3 separate regions of the Mus musculus genome follow, and all the other regions are linked to region 3. A link is a contact called in public Hi-C data. All regions are on one chromosome and are shown on one strand. Each heading gives the region's core, a stretch centred on a gene start, on an enhancer-like site or on the middle of the called end of the contact. The rest is flanking DNA. Distances are from core to core; before and after follow the strand shown.

Region 1 (3,307 bases), core at 511-3,010, 490 kb before region 3:
GACCTATTAACTGTTGCTCATCAAGACTTGACATATTTTGAAAGTGTTTTGTATTTCTAACTATTCTACCAGAAGAATAAAATGTTCGAATCCAAGCCATTCGAATACGATCACGAGCTGTAGGAGGACTGGATATTTCTCAAGGATTATGAAGTTTGGGTCAAGTCGGAGTGAGAGTTTCTTGGCATTGACGAGAGACAGTCCAGCTCTGTCTGATGCTCTTACTTCCAACCTGCTATGCTGTGGAGAGTCGGGAGGGTAGAGACAAGACTGGGGGATCACATGACCCCGTGTCAGAGTTAAATGATAACAAATATTGCTTGGAAGAAGCATGAGATTCCCCATTCAGAGACAGAAAAGGCTAAATGGAGCAAACATGTCCCTGGGTGCTTTCAATGCACTCTAAATTAAAAGCAAGACTGTGTCTGAAATTTCGTCCAGATCTATAATTCAGCAACTTGGTTCACAGCTATTTTGGCCGAAGGGAAAATTTAGAAGTAAATATCTGCTCACACTCTGCTGCCCCTACCCTCCAGAAGGCTGCTCCCCTTTTCAACTTTGGCTCTCAGTTTTCTCTTCTTTATAGTTCTCAAACATCAAGATTGCGCCTGAGCTCAGTGGGTGAAGGTACTTACTTTTAACCTAACAGCCCAGGTTTGCTGATCTCTAGAGAATCCATGTAGTGGAAAGAGAGAGCATATGCCTGCAAATTGTCCCCACCTTCCATGTGCAAAGCTACTCTTGCACACACTCACAATAAATACACAAATGTAAAACAGAAAAATAATGTAAAACCCCCCAGGGGGTCGTTCTTAAGGCATTCAGTAAAGAGATGGCTGCAGAGACTTCTCATTTCTCTCTACAATCCTTTCTCCCCATCTAGATATAACAATTTCTGAACTTTATCCACAAGCCAAATCAAATTTTGCTGCTTTCAGAGAAACTGAGACAGCATTAAGGCTATTATCAGGCCCAAATCGTGGCAAGAGGTTAAGTCACAATCTCTCCCCAGTGCACTTTCCGACTATAGAATTCAATGGAACGGAGAGCAAACAAATTCCCGAAAGAAAGCATTACTTGCCTCTAGCATGGCTTACTCCTGTATGCTGTGGCTGAACCTCTAAAACAACCTATCTTCATAGATTTTATTCAAGCAATATAAGGCTGTGTCAGGGCTATTCATCAGCCATGGCATTGGTGTGGTCGCAGAGAAAATTTTGGAAAAGGCCAAAAGCGAGACTTCTGAAAATAATGGATAGAGGAATTATTTCCAGGACCATAGCCAACAGGTGGGCTCACACAGGAAGTTTACTTAATGTCTTAGGGATTTATAATCAGGGGCATATAGTGGCTTCTTCCTCCCGCCCCCCGAGTTTAGGTTGCAATTGTATTACTTCGACTCATCATCGTATATCATGTGCTTTATTTTTAAGTCCTAGAACTGTAGGTGCTCACAGAGTCACTGCCTGTACTGGAGAGTCCTGTGCTTCCTCTAGCACATGCATCGTACAACACAAGCGACCACATTTCCCCTCAGTGAAGGTGATAGAGTTTTATGTTTATTGCTAGTTGAGTGAGCAGAGGGAGGTGCCATGAAAGGGACTTGATTGCCCTCAACATTCATTCCATCGCACTGCCTTTGATGGAACTGATAATTCTTGTAGAACTGCAGTGTTCTGGTAGAACACTCCTAGCCATCCTCACGAGAGCGTATGATTCAGATGAGCTATTTGGATAGGAGTGGATTCCATATGTGAAACTTGTGGTTGCAGCTGGGAAACAGAAGTTTCTTGCTCCTCCCTGCTCCTGCTTCATCTGTCTGCAGTGTGGGGGATGTGAAGTGAATTTTGAATGAGGAGGGATCCATCACAGGGAGGAACTTTTACAGCAGCATAGCCTGTAGCCTAAACAACATCAGCTACGCTACCTTTGATTCTGTTTCAACTCTTCACATGACATCACCCAAGTCAGTAACGTTACCTAGCTTTGGTTTCTTCATCTCTAAAAGATACAGCTGTACTCTCTACTACTTATTGTAATGATGCTTTTGAGGCAAATATATTCTAAGAAAACTAAAAGCAAGTCGGCATATACACTTTTGTATAGTTTTTGATAAATCACACCTGAAGCACTGTAAAAATGGCATAGAAACAAAATTGGGAAAACAGATGTTTCTCCGATGAAACTATTCTTTTCCCCAGAGCAATCATATACTTGTTGGGCTCTACCTTATGAATTATTCAGATTAAAAAAAAAGACTAGTAAAGCAACATGTTGATAAAACTGCTGCTCATTTATTTTTAACAGGAGCATTCTCTGTAATAGGAGAGTAATTAGGCAAGGACAAACATGCCAAGTTGATGAAATATAGTACAAACAGGTGCACATCCGCTCTGCTGTGTGCCCGGCCAGCACAGCCTTCATTAACAAGGGTGCATTCCTTTGCTCCTAACAACGGGAAACACTGGCATCACACAATGAAAGGGGGAGCGGGGCTTGGGTGCCCCTCTACATTTTCTCTTTGCAAGATCACGGAAGCCTGAACCAGCTCTTCAGCTGACAATGGGGATTTCTGCCACTCACACTCTGTATAGAGCACTTTTCATGTCTGGATTGGCCTTTGCTCCTTCAGCCCCAGGACTGGACTAGGACCTTTTTCTAGGCATCTATACTACCTTCTGGGTTTCCTTAGTTACTACCTATGTTTTTAGAAATCATCCTTTTCTAAGGTGTTGTCCTTTCCAAATTTGCTTATGATTAAAATGAGTAAACAATAAAGTCTACATTTTTTTCTACATTTTTCAAGCACAACATGATGTTTTGAAGTAGCTAAACACCGTTGAACAGCTAATTAAACATGCATTATCTCACATAGCAACAGTTCTGTGATAAAATACTTTACATCTATTGTCTTAGCACTTTTCAAGACTAATATTATCCTTAGTTTTAGTCACCATACAGTATAGCAGATCTCCTGCACTTAGATCTCCTAGTGAATGATAATTTTTAACTTTCCTAATTTTGGTGTGTTGTCTATTTTCTTCTGAAACCCTGACTGGCAATCATAGAAAATAAGATATGAGCATTATTATTATACAAAATATCTGTGTTTAAAGGTCAAATGGAAAGACAGAATTTAATGGAATACCATGCTATTGTAATTTTAGTGCAATTGAGCATATTTTCTTCCTAAAGTTATCTGCTATTGGGTTAGAATTATTTTATTTCATAAAAAAAAAGCAAAAATTGTTGCTAGGCTATTTTGTCAGGTGGATTTTCTTAGTCTTTTATACTAACTAGATAAGAA
Region 2 (3,570 bases), core at 451-2,950, 280 kb after region 3:
AAGATATGCAATCATGGGAATAGATGACAATAATGGCTGCTTAACCTTTACCGTTTCTGTCCCTGGAATTTGTGTGACTTACCACTGTAACTGGAGTGTGTTTAGTTATATTCTATATTATCCTTAACTTAAAATTTTGAAAGGAACTTGTGACCAACACTTTACAAGCATTTTAATCCTATCTGACCACACAAAATATATCTCTGCAGCATAGTGTGTGTGTATCTGTAAGATAACATGAGTTTGAACATAGAGCTAAATACAAAGTATTTGCCAAATCAGCCTTGCTTCTTTTTTATACTGTTAGTTTTAATCTCTCAGTAATGTTCTATGTATTAAAATATAGAAAGCCCCAGCACTTTACTCTTATTATATCATCATTAGTCATTTAACAGAATACACTGGACAGGGAAAGTTAATATCCATTTACTTCCAACTAATCAATATGAAAAAAAAATGAGTTTTAAGGTTCAAGAAAATGTATCTCACATTCAAGTTTAGTTTGAAACAATTCTTATCCTGTGAACAGCTTGTCAGTTAAGTTACCCTTTCACTGGGATGACAGAAAGTATTAAATTATACATAAAATAAAAATATACTCAACACATTATGTTCCATTTTACTTTCCAAACTTTTCTCTGCTGAGTTCGTATGTTTCTGGGGTTTTCCTCTAAAAAGGTCTTGTATTTATCCCCAGCATCTTACAGAACTATTGGAAACTTGTGTTCATTATTTCTGTGCATTTTCTAAATTGTGATCATATGTCATGAGTGTGATCAATCTGTGTGTGTGTGTATGTGTGTGTGTGCGCGCGCATGCACATGCATGCTCATGTACATAGGGTTTATGAAACAAAAAAAGAAATGCTCATCTCTTTATGTTTTGAGATTTGACATTAACAACCCTGAGGTCTATTAGAATAAAACAGGAAAGTAAACAACAAAGACTACTAGAGAACACATTTGAACCCGAGGATAATTCTTAATGGATGTATCTGTCAAACAGCTAAAACTTTTATTGGCTACCTTTGGGTATGATCTATTCTAGGATTCCTCAGTTCCTAGGAGTTTATATTGAAACAAACTGCAGGGCATGGGCACACAACTTTATGACTTGTCTCTAGTATGGAAGAATGATCTCTCAGACAGAATACAATCCTAGTGGTTATAAATGGGTCAAAAAGACTTAGATCTTTTTTTATTTGTACTTCAGAAATGTAACCAACTGAATGAAATGGTTTCATATACATTTTTTTTTACATCCAGCAGAAGTGAGACACTGTTCATACATTAATTCTAAAGAAAAATGTACACCCCTCTTTTCTGTTAAGTAAGATTAATCAAGTGTTCTTAGACGGAGAGGGGGAAAGCCCCTTTCATTGCAACGTGAATGAATGAAGCAACAAGAGTAAGGTTTTGTCAATAACTAATACGCCAGTGATGTTGCTGTCCAGGAGTGTGTTAGTATTAACACGAGTAGTAGGAGGTCTTACAAATTCTCAAAAAAATGTAAAGGCCCAATTTCAAAACTTTACAAAATAGTCTATTGGATGTTGCAACTGAATCTGCCCAGGGACATTAAAGTCCAGGACCATTTGTTTTAAGTGAACTTCTGTAGCTCCATTCCTAGCTGGCTGTTCTTCGATTCCCTAATCACACAGCAATGCATTCCTATGAAGTCAAGCAGCTGTAGACACAGAATGCTGATGACGATTCTCTTTATCTGACTCATCTGAAGAAAAGCCAGTTAGTGGTAATTCTACCAAATACTTGTAACAGTCACATGAAATTTTAATTGATTTTCAAACAATACAACGGTGCCATGAATCCAACACATAGAATATAAGTCTTAAGCCCACTAGGTTTAAGCAATTGTGTCTTTGTAGACTAAAATGATGTAAACTAGAATCTGGTAACTCCCTGGTGTTAGAGGTAGGCAGTTTTCTTTCAAATCCTAGGTTTGGTCCTTTATTTTATTCAGCAGTGAAAGCCATGAATACAGAACAAATAACAGCTGTTACAATTCTCAACCATGACTTCTAACGTCAGAGAATTCAAAGTATGAACATAGTACACAGTAATGAAAAGTATCAAAAATTAGTTTACCTCAAAGAAGATAAATAAAACAGGTATATCCCACCAATACATAAACAGATGTTTGTGCTACAGTTAAAATTTGCTGTATACAAAAGATCATAGTCCCCATAATCAGCTTATGGTAGAAGCAAGAATACATGAGCCATTTAAATTGTCAGACATTATGCTTTATAAGGTATGCACAGAAGTTCAAGCAATAAATACATACATTAGTTCAAAGCCTTACAATAGCTACGCAAAGCAGATGCAGAAAAGCAGGTTTGCTATTACTAGCAAGCAATGATAGAAGAGTAAAAATCCATGAAATGCATTAAAGCAACATTTTTCTTAGAAAAAGTCTGGTCATTTATGGGTCCACCAACATTTTTACATAATATGCACAATTATCAAAATACAGACCAAGCATTTCAGAAAACTCCAAAAAACCTAAAATCTATTTTCAAAGCAATTGCAGTTTTGGAGGTTTTTCTGGTATAATGTGCAAGCAGCTATTTTTTAAAATTGTATTCATATAAAACCCATGCAAAACTCTACAGGTATATGCATTCTGTGGCTGAGACTTCCTTTCAAAAGTTTTGAAACTGAGGTATGCATACTTTAGCATTGTAGTCTTAGGCCACCCTCCCGATGGAACAACTCTCCAAGTTACTTCCAGTCCATCAGAGCTTTTTGAACATGCACCCGAAAGACTTGTTTCCCTTTCAGATTATCCCTACAGCAGTATCCTAGACATCAGAGAACCATCCTTCCGAATACCAATCTCTCCTTTGATACCACATCAATAACTTCCGGTTCGTTGATCATGACCCAAAGACAAACATAATGAAAAGTAGCAGGTACTGTGACGTTCTCATGTTTCATGCAATCTGCCGTAATTGTTCTAACTTTTTTCTCTTTTTTTTTCTTGTGTTTTTTTTTCCTTTTTTTCTTTTTTTTTTTTTTTTTCTTTTTTCTTTTTTGCAGAGGTAGAAGCTTTCAGAAAGCCTTTTGGGTAAGTGGGAAAACCCTTTGAAAGCCGTTATGTCCTTTTATTTGGTGTGATAGATGACTGGGTATCTCTCTAACTCTATTTGCTGACTTCAGCAAAGGATAAACATTGAGCTTAGTTTGCAAGAACCGGCTCCATCACATGGAACCGGGACATTTGTTAAGCTCTAGCAGCCACCTTCTGTCAAAACTGTTTGTAAAGCAATAACCATAATCAGGTTATGAGGTCCCTTGGTTGGGGGAAAAAGTATTATCAAGACTTGGCACAGCACATGAAAAGCAACACATAAAGTCTCTAGGTTTTAAGCAAACATCTGACTATGCTATCTTCAACTACACCATAACGTCTTATCATAGTTTTGGGGTTTAGAGTTGTCAAGAAAATCAGCATTCCAACAATTTGGCCTGCACAAGTCTTTGAAGGGAGTGTGTTAGTGTTCATATCCCGTATAAGCAGAGGCAGAATTATATGTAACTTTGGTTTGAC
Region 3 (3,213 bases), core at 244-2,743:
GTACTGGGAGACAAGATTTTAGACATGCTTAAAATCAAGAGTTTTGGAGAGCTGGAAAGTTATCTGGTGTCTGCCAGTCAGAACTGTCCTCATTGGAATTGTCCTTACTGGAAAAGGGAAGAGAAATGGTGAGAGTCTGGTTCTGCCACCAAAGAGCACCTGAAGTCTATTACCTTCAAAGAATTTTAAAATGTGGTTATGGAAGCTTCCCAGAAGCAAACGATTTTGTTTTCCCTTTGGAAGAACTCAAAAGAGTTAATTCATTCTTGGAACGTGTTTATTCCAAAACAAACGTTATTGAAAACATATGCACGAGCCATTCCAAAAGAAACTGGTCTCAGAAACCTGGATGCTTAACCTGGGGGTCAGAGTACCCCACAAGAACCAGAAAGATGAGGAGAGCCCACGCTAGCTCAGAGAGCAGAGACTGCCCTGCATGAGAAAAGAACATAAGAACTTAAGAGTACTAGACAAGGGTTGGAGACTTCACACCCCTCCTGAGTCCCAGGCCAAGAAGTGCTTAGGCAGAAGGTAGAAGCCATCTAGTCAACCAGTTTCTAGCAAGAAAAGGGAATAGAGGGGCCAGGGATCCCGCCCTCCTATCCGGTTGTTGATCTGGGGCAGTGATCCTCTGGCAGACTTGTTTAAGTAACATAAGTGTGCAAAAGTTCACAATTCCGAAGTTGAAGCCCATCCTCGCAGTTCCCCACTCCCACCACCACCACCACCCATCCCTAAGTGTGCAAGCACGTCCCAGAAACTCGCAACTCGCAAGTACTTGTTACTCACCGTGGGCCGGGGAGCCCAGCCGGCCGCCGCCCGCCTCGACCGGGCACTGCTGCTCCGCGGGCCCGGGAGCGAGGGCTTCACCCGCGCAGGACATGGGCCACGCTCCGAGCCAGAGCCGTCCCCGCGGGGTGCACGGACCCCAGCTGCTTAGGTGCTGGGTGCAGGAAACGGCCTGCCTCTGGCGGGAAAAGCAAAAGGGACAGCAGGATCAACTGTTTTTAGAGCACAGCACGCCGCAATGCCTGGGCCATTCCCTCCCCCTCCGCGTCCCTCCTCCAACTCCACCCCAGGGAAGTTAGGATTTGAAAGCAGCCTGGGGGGACGCTGCGAACGGGACGCGCGCGCTGGGAGGGGACGCGCGGGGACTCGGCGGCAGAGCGACCTAAGGGACCTCCACCTACCTTGGCATCCCCCCCGTGGGCTGTTCCGGGTCCCTTCCTCCCGCCACCGGTAGTCAGCGAGGCTCTGGCCGCGGCCCCATCACGCCCTGGCAGCCTGACCACGTCCCTCCGGCCCCGGGAGTGGCAGCGACAGTGGCAGCCGCCCGCGCTGACTCCGCGCACTCCGTCCCTTCCCTCCGGGCAGCCCCTCTCCTCCGGGAAGGACTTTAGGATCCACTTGTGCGTCTCTTTCACCCTCGCGCTGCCACTCCTACACTCTTCAAACACTTCTCTCTCTGTGGCTCCCTTTCATCATATCCGGATTGGGGTGGCCTCGAACTCTTGGCAGACAGCCCCGAGGTTGGGGGCGGCGCGACCTAGGTTTGGCCCTGAGCTCCCTTGCGAGGGAGCTGTCTGGGTCAGGAGGCCAGAGCTGGACAGGCCAGATGCAGGCTCCCTAGCCCAGGCCCACCAAGGTTAGGGAAAACAGGGAGGGAGCTAACCTTGGCAGCTCAAACATCTTCAACCTTTCTGGGAAAGTCCCCCTCAAACCACTTTCAATCCTGCCCTTCGATAGACTATTAAATAATCTTGAGGAATGCCCCAGGGAAGCGACCTTTGAAAACAGGGAAGGGTGTGTGTGTGTGTGTGTGTGTGTGTGTGTGTGTGTGTGTGTGTGTGTGATGAATGTACATGTGTGTTCAAACACACACACTGACTTTCCTGGTACTATGAAGACATAAATGTGTATTTAAAACCTTGTTCACAGGTCCCAAGTACTTGTCTAATCTCTTCATCTTTTTCTTTTTTATTACTTTACTTCTGTCAGACAGGATTCCTGATCTGGTTAAACCAGTTGCACAGAGCCACCCAGGAGTGCAAGGTGAACATTCTTGAGCACATCTGTCCTACCCCAGGCTGAGTGCCTCTCTGACCGTGTGACGTCTGCGGGAAGCTAAACTGTGCTCAGACGTAAAAGGTTCATTGTCGGTGGCTTTTTAAATGAAATGTTCTGACTGTGGCAGACTCTAAAGGGCCAAGAGCAAGTGTAACGGGCTGTTAAGAACTTTTATACATCTGGTTAATTTTTGTTCTTTGTTTGAGTGAAATGCAGAGTTCAGTGGAGGTGCATATCAAAACTGAAGAAACTTAATGGTTTCTCCTTCTCACTCACCCCCATCATTACTAATAATACATCAGGAATGTTTATCTTCAAAAAGTGACCATTCAAGTTCTTTTCAACTGACGGAAAAGGTCTATTTCTTACCTCTAAAGAAACAAGAACTTGATTTCAACTACTCCGAGAAATCAATCTTCAAAGGTTCTGAAGGCAGGTATTTGGATTCCATAGAAAATGGCATTTTTCTCGGTGACCTATAGCTAATAGATATGGCCCCGTTTTTAAATAAAATTTGTAGATTCATAGATGACATTGTAAAAAGTGCCTTAAGTCTCTTAAGAACGTGTCAAGAGTCTGGACTACATAGAACCTACTGTTGTGATCATAAAAAGAGAAAGAGCTATAAAGATATGTTCTAGCTGGTGGGGTGTGGGGAAGGGGGTGTCTTGGTGGGGCCCATGTCAAGCCATCCCTTCTTCCTGAGGGACCAGTCACAGGACTGTATAGTATAGAATAGAGTTTATTCAGGGCAGGGGGAGGGGAGTTAAGAGAATAGTAGAGGCAGAGAAAGGCAGAGAGAAGGAGAGAGTAGAGAAGTAGAGACCACATGGAGAGAGAGGGGAAAGGAATGGGGGTGGGGGAGCAAGGGAGCAATGAGCAAGAGAGGCAAGAGCACAAGAGAGGGAGGAGGAGACAATCAGCCCCTTTTATAGTGGGTCAGGCCTACCTGGCTAATGCCAGGTAACTGTGGGGGTGGAGTCCAGACAGAATACCAACACCTACCTCTTGGGACCAGGTCAGTTGTGGGGAAGGCTTGTCAGCATTAAAGAACACACAGGAAACTTGTGCTCTACAAAGCACAGCCTTTGCTTACAAGAGTCAGTGAGAAAGTTCTGCAAAGTTCTTCTTTGTCCCCTTACTGTT

The links. Hi-C and Micro-C count contacts between places; a contact is called where the count stands out from the background.
Region 1: a Hi-C map of neural progenitor cells shows a contact between it and region 3, with 3 times the contacts expected there. The contact joins the enhancer-like site here to the promoter of Mdfic in region 3. A contact is called at or near these places in 4 of 39 promoter capture datasets (frontonasal cranial neural crest, hippocampal neurons, liver and 1 more), 2 of 484 Hi-C or Micro-C datasets (neural progenitor cells and uterus) and 2 of 115 datasets of contacts at active chromatin or transcription factors (bone marrow-derived dendritic cells and neural progenitor cells).
Region 2: a contact with region 3 is called in a Hi-C map of muscle stem cells, with 2.0 times the contacts expected there. The contact joins the enhancer-like site here to the promoter of Mdfic in region 3. A contact is called at or near these places in 3 of 39 promoter capture datasets (the 3T3-L1 cell line, liver and pre-B cells), 1 of 484 Hi-C or Micro-C datasets (muscle stem cells), 1 of 115 datasets of contacts at active chromatin or transcription factors (bone marrow-derived macrophages) and 1 of 9 other capture datasets (pancreatic islet).

Annotation. Positions count from the first base shown.
Region 1 is chr6:16,212,359-16,215,665 of GRCm38.p6, reverse strand. No RefSeq gene overlaps it. Among named protein-coding and RNA genes, the nearest start is that of Gm36406, 260 kb to the left of the region's middle. Within about 2 kb of position 1,760, at least 21 of the 459 cell types and tissues checked have an H3K27ac peak or open chromatin away from gene starts, as enhancers often do. A contact at or near this core is called in neural progenitor cells, where this site is marked.
Region 2 is chr6:15,439,576-15,443,145 of GRCm38.p6, reverse strand. Foxp2 (forkhead box P2) reads right to left here. Exons shown (of 19, transcript NM_053242.4): 19 at 1,169-3,570. Among named protein-coding and RNA genes, the nearest start is that of Gm36352, 200 kb to the left of the region's middle. Within about 2 kb of position 1,700, at least 4 of the 459 cell types and tissues checked have an H3K27ac peak or open chromatin away from gene starts, as enhancers often do. A contact at or near this core is called in muscle stem cells, where this site is marked.
Region 3 is chr6:15,718,941-15,722,153 of GRCm38.p6, reverse strand. Mdfic (MyoD family inhibitor domain containing) reads right to left here and starts at 1,493. Exons shown (of 5, transcript NM_175088.5): 1 at 1,191-1,493; 2 at 790-967. The coding sequence starts at 883.